3 separate regions of the Sus scrofa genome follow, and all the other regions are linked to region 3. Evidence: chromatin contacts called from public HiChIP or PLAC-seq data. All regions are on one chromosome and are shown on one strand. Each heading gives the region's core, a stretch centred on a gene start, on an enhancer-like site or on the middle of the called end of the contact. The rest is flanking DNA. Distances are from core to core; before and after follow the strand shown. Region 1 holds the start of ZNF251 (zinc finger protein 251). Region 2 holds the start of ZNF7 (zinc finger protein 7). Region 3 holds the start of BOP1 (ribosome biogenesis protein BOP1).

Evidence for each region. HiChIP or PLAC-seq counts read pairs in DNA pulled down with a chosen protein or histone mark.
Region 1: an H3K27ac HiChIP or PLAC-seq map of alveolar macrophages shows a contact between it and region 3. The contact joins the promoter of ZNF251 here to the promoter of BOP1 in region 3. A contact is called at or near these places in 1 of 47 Hi-C or Micro-C datasets (retroperitoneal adipose tissue) and 1 of 2 datasets of contacts at active chromatin or transcription factors (alveolar macrophages).
Region 2: an H3K27ac HiChIP or PLAC-seq map of alveolar macrophages shows a contact between it and region 3. The contact joins the promoter of ZNF7 here to the promoter of BOP1 in region 3. A contact is called at or near these places in 1 of 5 promoter capture datasets (fetal liver) and 1 of 2 datasets of contacts at active chromatin or transcription factors (alveolar macrophages).

The regions. Positions count from the first base shown.
Region 1 is chr4:184,486-188,228 of Sscrofa11.1, reverse strand. ZNF251 (zinc finger protein 251) reads right to left here and starts at 1,540. Exons shown (of 6, transcript XM_021090452.1): 1 at 733-1,540; 2 at 588-620; 3 at 199-331. The coding sequence starts at 735. It overlaps LOC102158405 (a long non-coding RNA gene), which reads left to right and starts at 1,661. Exons shown (of 3, transcript XR_002343681.1): 1 at 1,661-2,831.
Region 2 is chr4:157,524-161,443 of Sscrofa11.1, reverse strand. ZNF7 (zinc finger protein 7) reads right to left here and starts at 2,227. Exons shown (of 5, transcript XM_013987971.2): 1 at 2,115-2,227; 2 at 644-688. The coding sequence starts at 646. It overlaps LOC110260418 (a long non-coding RNA gene), which reads left to right and starts at 2,303. Exons shown (of 2, transcript XR_002343668.1): 1 at 2,303-3,451.
Region 3 is chr4:484,036-488,077 of Sscrofa11.1, reverse strand. BOP1 (ribosome biogenesis protein BOP1) reads right to left here and starts at 1,516. Exons shown (of 16, transcript XM_013988007.2): 1 at 1,376-1,516; 2 at 228-383. The coding sequence starts at 1,465. It overlaps HSF1 (heat shock transcription factor 1), which reads left to right and starts at 1,613. Exons shown (of 13, transcript NM_001243819.1): 1 at 1,613-1,892. The coding sequence starts at 1,776.

The sequences.
Region 1 (3,743 bases), core at 291-2,790, 300 kb after region 3:
GGGGACCCAGGTGGCTATGGGCATCTCGAAGTGAAGTCTCTAGAACTGAGACAAAGGCAAGCACTCGCATGAGGAATATGCAGAGACCAGATTGGAACCTGGGGACGAGGGGCAGGACCCTCTTCTCTGAGCTCCAAACTGGCAAGCAGCGTCCCCAGCTCCCTAGAGGCCCCACCGTGAGCTGGCGGAGAGCCTCACCCAGCGAGGCCACGTGCCCGTAGTTCTCCAGCATCACGTCCCTGTATAGCGTCCGCTGGTCTGGGCCCAACTGCCGCCCTTCCTCCCAAGAGAAGTACACAGCCACGTCCTGGAAGGTCAGCGGCACCACCTCCTGCAACGACAGGTGGGTGCTGCCCGCGGGGCTGTGCCCACTGGGTGGACCTGTGGTGGTCAGCCAGAGGGCCAGCTGCCCTCTTCCGTCCTGAGACCCAGCTAGTCCCCCAGCAGCCCTCTGGCGGGGGGGGGGGGGGGGGGGGTTGGGGGTTGGATCCCAGAGCCCTGTCCTTGGGGTGCTAGGGCTCCTGGCTTCTCGGCGTGCTGGGCTCACCGCTCCAGAGGGGGGAGGACAGGGAGGAAGGTGAACTCACCTGGGGCGCCAGAAGCCAAGTGTGGCAGCCATCCTGGGGGAGTGGGATCTTAGGGAAGACTCGGGACCTGAGGGGGCAGCCCTGGCCCGGCCTCCCCCAGCTCACCGTCAAGGGGCAGAGGCCCACACCCAGACCCATTCAATACCATTCAGTCACTCCATTAGCTTCCAAGGGCCTGGTGAAGGACGGCAGAATTGGGTTCCTGGAGTGGCCTCCTGGGGCCACGCGTAAAGTCGCTCATAAACGTTGCGGGTCAGAGGCAATCACAAGCCAACGCGAGTCGGACTGGCCAGAATCCCACTGAAACTCCCTAGAATGGGGGAGCAAGGGCCCAAATGGCCCTCGTGGGCCCAGTGGGGCCGGGAGGTGAGGGTGCAAGCTGGCAGCTCCAGTGACCCAGCGTCCCAGGACAACCTGAAGCAAAGAACCGCACCCCACCAACAGGATGAGAGGACTGGGCGGCCGGGTGGGCTGAGCTACTGAGGGTGCAGCTGGAAGCCTGCGTCCTTCTCACCGCTTGGTCCCCAGCTTCCAAATCGGCCTCCCAATCCTGGCTGCTCCTTAGGCCAGGCTGCGGTCGCTTCCTCATTCTGCCAACAGACTCCCCTCCGACCTCTTCCCAGCCCTGCGGGCCCGGTGACTCCTCGGGTTCGCGAGCTCCGGCCGCCCGGGGCTACAGGCACAGCCCGCCGCTTCTCCGGCGCCCCCAGGCCATTGGGTGCCGACGCTCCGCGGGGCAGGCCTCCCCTGAAAGCTCCGCGCGGCGGCCCCTGGCCAACGCGACCCTGGCTGAAACCTCCCGAAGCTCCGCCCGGACGCACCTCGGTCCCCGGGGCCCGCCCACCGCACTAGAGCGCGCCCCGCCGGCAGGCGCCCCTCTAAGGCTCGCGCCCCAGGCGAGCGCACGCGACCGGCTTGCACACCTGCGCGCACCGGTCAGCCCGCGGCGGGGCAGGGCCGCCCGGGCCGCGCTGCGCACGCGCAGGACGCCCCGCCCCGCCGGGTGGCCGCGGAGGGCGCCGCAGCCGGTGCCCCAGGACGGCCCACGGGGACGATCCGGCCGGAAGCGGCCGCGTGGTCCCGGCCCCGCCCTTCCGGGCGGCCGGGGTTCAGCGGACCCGTCCCGCTATGCCTTGCTCTTGGCTCCGGGCTGGGCGGAGGTTCGAGTCGGACCCGCTCTGCCCTCCTCTCCGTCTCCAGGGCCGCACGTGTCGCCGGATCGCTCCAGTCCGGCGGCGGGGCTCACTCAGCTGCGTTCCTGTCGGTAACGAGCACAAGCTCGCAAATAAGGACGCAGAGTGAAGGTGTTTAAATCACACCTGTCACTCGGAGGAGGAAGGGACGGGGTAAGGGTAGGGACGTTAGGTGACACCGAGGACCCTCTTGTCTTCCAGACGCGCTGCTGGAATCAGGCCACCGGTTCAGGTCTGAGCTCGAGGCAGTCAGGTAGCAGGAGGATATCCAAAACTTTAAACACCGTGCAGAGACGTCACACGGGATTAAAACGCTGCCAGGCTGGAGAGTGTGTTGCTGCTGGCGGGGTCTGATGAGCAGTCTTGAAATCAATGCAGCCGAGTATGCAGCCCCATGAGATCAGGTAGTACTAGTGCTGTGTTTTGTCCACTAGGAAACCACCAGCCTTACAGCAGCGGCAGGAGCGTAGGAAGCATTCTGTAAATACTGGGTGAGCACTTGGATAAAAGGATAAAAGGCTGAAAGGAAGCACATCACTCTAGTTTTAAGACTGCAAAGTACATATTTGATTGCCTTATTTTCTGAGGCTTTCTGAATTGATACACCTCCAGCTTATAGGGTTGCCAATTGCCGGGCAAACAGTCCATGCATAACAGCACAGCAGGTGACAGGATCACGACCACATTTCTGTAGATTCCCTCAGCAAGGAGCACAAATGACAGATCATTTATTTCTTAGGCTCCTCAGACCCACAAGATGACAGGAAGCACAGACAGCAGATTCCTCTGTTGCTTGGCATCAACTCCAAACCAAACTACCTCCAGGCAGCTTTGCTCTGCAGCTGTACCCCAAGGGAAACAAAATGGAAAGTCCAGTAAAGACGGCATCACAGTTGATTCTACAAGATTGATTGTCTTCCTTTGTTTCCAGGGAGCCTCCGGCATTCTGCCAAGACTCAGCTCAGGCTGCAACTCAGCCTTGGCCACATGGCCAGTGTGGAAATGTACAGAGCTGTTCCCTGCACTAATGACCTCCCTTTTGCTAAAACCAGTGCGTGCGTTTTATTATTTTTTTAAGTTATCATGTTATTATAATTAATTTTCGTCTTTTTTTGTGTGTGTCTTTTTGCTATTTCTAGGGCCGCTCCCGCGGCATATGGAGGTTCCCAGGCTAGGGGTCGAATCGGAGCTGTAGCCACCGGCCTACGCCAGAGCCACAGCAACGCGGGATCCGAGCCGCGTCTGCAACCTACACCACAGCTCACGGCAACGCTGGATCCTTAACCCATTGAGCAAGGCCAGTAATCGAACCTGCAACCTCATGGTTCCTAGTTGGATTCGTTAACCACTGAGCCACGATGGGAACTCCCCTTCTTTTTTTTTTTAATGGCACACAACAGCATACAGAAGTTTCCAGGCTAGGGATCAAATCAGAGCTGCAGCACCACAGCTCACAGCAATGCCAGATCCTTGACCCACTGAGCAAGGCAAGGAATTGAACCCATGTCCTCATGGATATTAGTCAGGTTCATTACCACTGAGCCGCAATAGGAACTCTGACGCATATTTTAGTGTTCATCTTATTCTACCTCTCAGAGATAATTGACACAATGGACCTACTATCCTTTTTTTAAAAATAACTTTTAGGAGTTCCCTTGTGGCACAGTGCGTTAAGTGTCCAGCATTGTCACTGCAGTGGCCCAGGTCGCTGCTGCAGTATGGATTCAATCCCTGGCCCAGGAACTTCCATATGCCTTGGATGTGGTCCAAAACAAACAAACCCTTTTTGGTCATTGGTTAATAAGCATACATAAAAATGTGCAAAAAGGAGTTCCCCTCTGCGGCGCAGTGGGTTAAGGATTCAGTGTTGCCACAACTGTGGTGTAGCTCCCAGCTGCAGCTCAGATTTGATCCCTGGTCTGAGAACTTCCGTGTGCCAAGGGTGCAGCCGAAAAAGGAAAAA
Region 2 (3,920 bases), core at 978-3,477, 330 kb after region 3:
ACACGCAGCACAAGTTTGGGTGAGACAATCACCAGGCCCCTTTGGCTCTCAAATCAACGCAAGCAGGGTTGCCTGGTGAGTCAGTGGGTGGGAGATCTGGCATCTCTGTGGCAGTGCAGGCTCCATCCCCAGCGGGCACAGTGAGTTGAGTATCTGGTGTTGCCGTAGCTGTGGTGTATGTCCCAGCTGCAACTCAGATTCCATCCCTGGCCCAGGAACTTCCATATGCCACGGGTGTGGCTGGAAAAGAAAAAAGGGGGGACGGTAGCTCCTGGTGGGTCAATAGGTTAAGGATCTGGCATGTCACTGCTGTGGCTCAGATCACTGCCGTGGCGACCCCTGCCCCAGAAAGTTCCACATGCTGTAGCCAAATAAGTAAATAATAAAATCAAGGGAGAGACAGTATAAAGGAAAAGAGGGACACAGACCCAGGTAACCTACAGCCCTCCCCCAAGAGCCTCAGGTGGGGCCCAGTGTGGGCAGCGGCTTGCCCACTGCGTTGGTGATGGGCAAGCCTGAGCTTGGAAAGGGCCATGCAAGGGGCCAAGGGAAGGCCTAGGCCCAGGCCCAGAGGGCAGGGGTGCCCAGAGGACGTAAGGGCCCTCACTGGATAAGCGAGGGAACAGGGAAGTCAGGCTCCTACCATGAGGCTCGGTGGGCGGGCTTCCACGTGTCCGGGACGAGAGACCTGTGGGCAGTTATGAAAGGGTCAGAGGTCAGGGTGCTGGAGGCCCCAAGCCCTAATTTCCAGGCTAATCTTGGGGGTACTGCCTTCTCCCATCCTTTACCTCCAACCCCAGGTGTTCTCTGGCAGGGATGTGAGGCAGGGCCAAAGCAGCCATGGCACTTGATTATCTGCCCCTCGAAGCTTCATTCACCTTTCAGAGTTTGCGCAGAGTGCAAATCACTCTGAAACACGAAAGGGGGGGGCACATGTACCAGGTGCTCAACTAAGCAGTGAAGAAGGACTCTGCCTTCATGAAACAGTCTAGTGGAGGAAAGACTTAAATGACCACTCCACCAAACACCAAGTTACACCTGTGATAACAGCACCGAAGTACAAGGAGCCCTGAAAGCATTTAAACTTGGAAACTCCAACTTCGTCTGATGGGTCACCTCCCTTGGCACTAATGCAGCCAAGATAATGGAGATGAAAAGGCCACTTAGGGCAGCAGGAACGGCACATGCAAAGGGCATGAGGCAGGAAGGAAGAGGGCTAATGAGCCGGGGCGGGGGGGGGGGGGGGGGGCTGGATCACAGGCATCAAGAGGAAGCAGGAAGGACAAGAACCAGGAGGATAAAGAGGCTGTCCCCACCCAACAACTTGGCCCCTCCCCAGGGAGGTCAGAATGAAAAGCGGGGTTCCTAGGTGAGCGTTTGGCTCAAAAAGTGGCTTGAGGGGGAGTGCCCTAGTGGCCTAGTGGTTAGCACTATGGCCCAGGCTCAACCCCTGGTCTGGGAACTGAGATCCCCACCTCAAGCTGCTGGTCACCACGTCCAAAAAAACCCCAAAACAAACAAACAAAACTACTTGAGGGCAGAAACCCCAGGCCGTGAGCACAGCGAGGGTGACCCAGTCAGCAGTGACCACTGCCAGGTGGGTGCCCATCTCGGCCTGGCCAGGAGACATGTGGCTGCCAGTGCTAGTTTCTGGGTCCCTTGCAGAGAAATGCAGGCCTCGAGCAGCAGCCAGAATTCTGAGAAGGTAAACAGCCTACCCCACCCACGGCACAGCCGTTTTGCCACTAGGTCTTCGAGGGGCGGAATAAAAAGCTCCTAGAGGGGAGTGGTTGTGCAGGAAGAAGCTGAGAGCCCCTTGGAGCACGCAGAGACCTGGCGGGAAGGTGACGAGGCTGCCACGAGGCCGGATCCGCGGGACTCCACCTTCCGCCTCCACCGGCCTCGGCCAAGGCTCGACCACCGCCCTGCCAGTCGCCCACGGACTCTGCAAGACGCCCGCGCGACCCGTGCTTCTTTGCGGACAGGCCCGCGGAGCGAAAGGCCCGCAGTGTCGGAGGCGGGACGGCGCGGGGCCCTCCGGCAGCCACCCCGCCCGCGGGCGTGGAGCACGTGGGCCGCCCGGACCCTCACCCACGTCCGTCGCACCGACTCACCCTCCCCAGGGCCGCCCGAGGCTCTACGAGCGCGACGACGCCGGAAACGGGCCTCGGGCGCCCGCTCTCTCGCACAACTTCCGGCCGTTCTGGGCAGCTCGGAGGCTCGGGCGACTCGGTGGTTCCCAGCCCCGCCTCCCGGGAGCCAGAGCAGGGGCGGGGCCAGGTCGCGGGAAAGGACGCAGCTCCGAGAGGGCGGGGCCGTAGCCCGGTAAGGGGCGGGGTCACAGCGAGACGGGCGGTGGGGCGGAGCCGAGGCCCAGGAACGGAGGTGGAGGAGCAGACCCGGGCGACGCGGCCCGCGAGCGAGAGGGTCGTCCGGGTCAGTCCAGCGCAACTCGGGTCACCAGTCCCAGGGCCCTGGTCCCCTTATTGGATCTATGTCTGGGTTTGCTGAAGCACCCGCTGGGCCCAGGACTGCAGAGACGCCCCTACCCAGGCTGTGCCCCGGGTGGAGGGGGACAGGGGGAACGGCTTCATCGCGGGGTTCGGGGCAGGACAGCTCAGGACCTGCGGAGATACTGGATGGTGTAGGATCCCAGGCCAAAGGTGGCGCACCCTGAGATCAGGTCAGACTTTTTCCTCCCTGCGCCCCACCCATCCCCAGCTTCTTGTGGACCCCGGAGCCGTCTGTTCTGGGAGTTCTTCCAAACCCACTCTCTGTGCTGTATGTGGGGGCAGCGGTCACCTCAGCTTCCTTGGGACTGACCGGAGCCTCCCCCTCAGCAGCCCAGCTCCCTGCAGCCTTGAGGAGGGCGCTGCCTGCGTCTTTGGGAGCCTCAGCTTCCCCTCCGGTTCCGGGCCTTGGAGTGCTGGTCTGCAGCTGCGGCCTGACTCTGTGCCCGGCCTGACCCTCGTTCACACTGCACACCCCTGGAGGCAGGACAGAAAGTGTGCACAGCGAAGACCCTGACACCCTACTGGTTGATGATCCAAATCCCGAGGTCCCTCTCAGAGTCCGGTGAGATCCAGAGCCAGCTAGAGGAAGAAAGTGGCCGCGTCAGCTCCCGAAAGGCCGTCTGGGTGAGGTTGAAAGGAAAAGCCAACAGGAGTTCCCATCGTGGGGCTTCGGAAACAATCCGACCAGGAACCATGAGGTTGCGGTTTCCATCCCTGGCCTGGCTCAGTGGATTAAGGATCCGGTGTCTCTGTGGCTATGGTGTAGGCCGGCAGCCGTAGCTCCCATTCGACCAGCAGGCTCTCGGGTCCACCTCCTCTCCCCGTGGTCCTGTGCTGCCTCTTCCTACCCTGCTCCTCAGCAGCTCAGTGCAACTCTCCTGTCCCCCGCATCCTCCCTGGTCGCACGCAGAGAGCATCTGTGCAAAGACAACAGACGCGTGAGTGGACAATGGGAAAGGAGAGGGACATGCCTGCTTCCCAGCTGCCCTCCAGGTCCTAAGCCCCAGCCAAGGGCTTGCGGGTACACTGTGCACCCTAGTGGTTCTGACCTGCGGGAGCCTTTCACCCAGAGGTCTTCCTGCAAACCTGGACCCCAGCCTGGTCCTCTCAAGGGAAGGGGGGCACTCCCAGGATGACACAGGGAGCAAGAGCGGGAGCCTGCAGACTCTGAGGACAGAGCCAGGCCCAGAGTGTCCACCCAGTGGACACGTGGGCAGTGTGAGGGCATGCAGGTCCTGGGGGCCTGGGGGTGGGGATGGAGGAAATGGATTCTATCCACTGTAGGCCATGCTGGGGTCTCCACCTCCCGGTCCCATAATCCTCGCTGAGCCTTGGACCTGCTGTGCAAACAGGCTACTGAAAGACAGGGGCCTTCATGGGTCCCCAGTAGGTCACAGCGCCCCTTCT
Region 3 (4,042 bases), core at 267-2,766:
AAGACTCAGCCCGGGAAGGGTGACATCAGAATCACGGTGGGTGGCTCACAGCCATGGAGATTTTCCGGGTTCCTACTGCGGTTGAAAACTGGTGCCCTAGGGCTCAGAACCCCCCCCCCCCGCACCAGAGGAAAGAGAAAGCAGAGCCCGCGAGCTGGCAGGCACTCTCCCGGCCACCCGCCCGGAGAGCGAGGACGAGCACACCAGAACACTGCTCGCTCACCCACCTGCTGCCCCGTGGCCTTCTCCATCCTGCTGTGCTGCTCCTCGCCGCTGGCCCCGTCCTCCTCCTCACTGCTGTCACTGCCAGAATCTTCCAGGCCTGAGAACACACTCTCCTCGCTGTCAGACAGGCTGGGAGCCGGGGCGCCGGGGAGAGAGGGCTGCAAGGAGCACACTGTCGGTGACCAGCTCTGTGTGGCGCAGGACCAGAGCTGCTTCTGAGCAGACTTCTGCCCACCAGACACCACCCCGGCCCTAACTCCACCAGACAGGGTGCACGGTGGAACAAGAACCTGCAGACTCTTAGCAAGCATTCATTGGAAGGCAAAATTCTAGATTTCATTGTTTTTCAATAGTTCCTGAGTCTCTCGCCAAACTGGACAGCCTGCACGGAGCAGCTACCAAACAGCACTCAGCACACACTCTATCGTGCCTAACTAGCTACACAATTACAACGGCAAGTAAAAATGGCACAAATGTTTTGGGCACAAACACAAACAGCCGCTGATGAATACAGAGGCAAAAGCACTACAAGTGGGTGAGCATGGTGCCCAGAGCTGCCTGCCGGCCAGGGAGCACCACGAGCACTTGTCACAAGTGAAGGGGCAGCCTGATAAACCAGCAACGTGGAGTCCCAGCTGCGAGGCTCGACTGCACAAGCCTGCTATGGCTTTCTACCACCGAGATTTGATGAGATTTGATGACACCCCCACAGCGCGGCTGGGGTTCCGCTGGACAGGAAGAGCATGAGTCCAGCTAAAACGGGCCGTCCAGTGCAGCAGGCGCTGCTTTCTCATCCTCGTTTCCTCTTCTACAACGTCTAACGTGTCAGGAACATTTGGCTATACAAGCAGCTACTGCAGGCTCAAATCTTCTGCGCCCAGATGACAATTCAAAGGCCCAGGAAGACCGCTGCGCAGGACGCCGGCTCTCCTTCCTTATTCTCTCCGGCCCAGACCTTCTTCCGACCCACACAACCGCCAGCCAGCTCCCTGCCCAGGACGCCCCCGCAAGGCCGCCGGGGCGGAGGACAGGAGACCCCTCCCTCCTCGCATTCCCAGGCCCGCCGGGCGCTGGGCGGGATCGCTCCCCGGCCGGTGCCGCGGCCCAGCCCCGCCGCCCCCCCCCGCTCCCGCTCCCGCTCCCGCGTCACCTCCTCCGGCTCCCGCCCCGGCTCCAGCATCCGCTTCCCGGGCCGCGTCCCGGCCACCGCCACGCGCCGCGCGCCCTGAGGTCCCGCCATGCCGCCCGCCGGTCTGCCCTGCGCCGCCACTTCCGGCAGCGACGCGACCGCGTGGGCCTGGGGGCGGGCCCGCGGGGTCAGAGGGCGCCGGGCGGGACGGGGGCCGGTGTGCGTGCGCGCGCCGTGGGACGCGGGCGGCGCCGGCGGGAGCGCGCCCGTCGCAAGATGGCGGCGGCCATGCCAGGCCCCGGGGCCGTGTGTGCGCAGCGGGCGGCGGCGCGCGGCCCGGGCGGCAGGCGCGGCAGCGGCGCTAGCCCGGCCCTCAGCCCCTCCTCGCGGTCCCGCCTCCGCCTCTCCCACCTTGCCCGGTATGGATCTGCCCGTGGGCCCGGGCGCGGCGGGGCCCAGCAACGTCCCGGCCTTCCTGACCAAGCTCTGGACTCTCGTGAGCGACCCGGACACGGACGCGCTTATCTGCTGGAGCCCGGTGAGGGGCCGAGGGCGCCGGCCCGGGGCGGGGAGGCCGCGGCGCGGGGGCCCAGGACGGGCAGGCCCGGACCCCGCCTCGCAGGCCCGGTGTGGGGGTGGGGAGCAGGGGGTAGTGCGGGGAGAAGCGTCGCAGGCCCGCTGGAGGTCGCTCCTGTCCACGCCGCTCTCCCGCGTTGGGTAGGAAGGGCTTCTGCCTCCGTGGGCTTGCGCTTGCTGCCTGTGGGACGACTGCGGGACGCGTCTGTGCTTAGAACAGCCCCCGGCTTCGCTAGTGGACGCTGGGCCCCGGTGGCCCCAGAGTTCCAGTGGTGTGGTGGGCAGTTATTCAGGGTAAATCAAGTCTCGGCCCTGGAACTGGAGGGCGTTTCTCTAGTTCGAAAGGAGAGGGAGCGAAAACAGAAAGCACAACGTCATAAAGTTCAGGCTGGTCTCGAGCCCGGGTCCAGATCCCAGAGCTGCTTTCCCAAGAGCGACTCGTGTTTCTTGCTCTGTGCGCGACTTTATTCACGCCCTGTCTCCCGTTGCCTGGCAGCGGGCAGGTGATTTACATGGTCTGACTCCGCAGGCTGGACAACTCCAGTTTGCGGAGGTTGGACTTGGAGATGGACGTCCTGGCTGTGACGTCGAGGTGGGGCAGGTCGGAGCCACGGCTCGCGGCTGGCAGGGGGGTGGCCTAGGCCACCGTAGTCGTAGGCAGGCTCCGGGCGCCTCCAAACGTGCTTACTCTCCTGAGCGCCCAAACGCTGGATTTCTTGGACCCCACTGAGTTGTTGCCTGTCATCCTGCTGAGCCCTTGGAAAGGAAGAGCAGTCTGGGCTGAAAGGAGCCCAGAGCTGGAGGCCACGTTCTCTCGTTCCACTTGTCCCTTTGAGGAGACCAGAAACCGTGCTGCATTCCCTTGGGGACACTGTGTGTTGTCCCAGCAAATATCCATGTGGCGTTCTCCATCCCAGGCCCTGTTTCTTTAACGGTGGGAACCACCCCTTGTTCCAGGCCTTGAACTTTGCCGGCCAAATGAAATGACCCCATTTTTCTGTCTTTTTCCCTTCTCCCTCTTCTTGTCCCTTCCCCGTAACTCCCGTTTGGGGGAGGGCACCAGAGGTCCTTTGGGATGAACCTACTGTGGGGACATCCCGCCTCTCAGTCTGCTCCAGGCCAGGCGAAGCACAGCCAGCGTCAGCTTGCTCCCCAGGCCTCACGGCCTGTATTCCAGGCAAAGCCTGGAGCAGGAAAGCGGACATGGTCCAGCCCGTGATGGTCTCTACTCAAGGTGGCTGCGCCCCCAGGCATGGTCTCCCTGGGGACAAGCGGCCATGGAGCAAGAGCTTTTGATCCTCCTTAGTCTGTACACAGAGCGAGTAGGGTGTGCTTGGTGCAGGACGCAGTGGGGCTGGCCCTGAGAAAGGAGACCAGCCCCTGCCTGGGGCCGGCAGGGTGCCCACAGGACCCCCGGGCCTCTGTCTCAAAGTCCGCTTGGAGCCCTTTGCCGACTCGCAGCCTGGAGTCCTGCTGTCGGAGGCCCCGGACAGGTCTGACGCCTGTGCCCTTGGCCCTTCCCCTTTGTGCTGGAACTTTGCTCATTGTTCCACCAGGAGAAAACCTCTGCCTGTGGCCCAGGGAATGAGGGGGAGGAGGAGGTGCAGTGGTCGACTCTGTGGTCTGCGTGATGCATGACCACGGGCGGGTGCCAGCCCTGGGAGCTGGGGCCGGCCAGCGGGTCGCTGCTCCAGAGGCACGTGTTGGTTTGCCCGCCCTTCCAAAGCCTTGTCCCGTCAGATGCGCCCCGTGCGGCGCCACGGCTGAATAGGCAAGGGCTCCCGCGGGAGGGGACTTGGTGACCGGGAGTGTGGCCTTGGGAGTGCTACCACCACGCCCCCTGGGACATAATGGGAGTCAGACCCTTCTGGCCAAGACTGAGGGCCTCTTTCTCCCAGGAACCGGACCTTGCCAAGGCCACCAGCCCAGGTGGCCCAAGTGAGTGCCACACTCAGGGATCGCTTGAGAGGGGCTAGTGTCCAGGTGGAGCACGGTCTCCGTGGTCAGGTCCCCAGCTCCCTGTGAAACCCCTGGCCACTCCAAGCTGGCAAAGGACCATTTCCAGAGACCCCAGGACAGGCAGGGCCGCCCTCTCCCCTGCCCGGAGCCAGG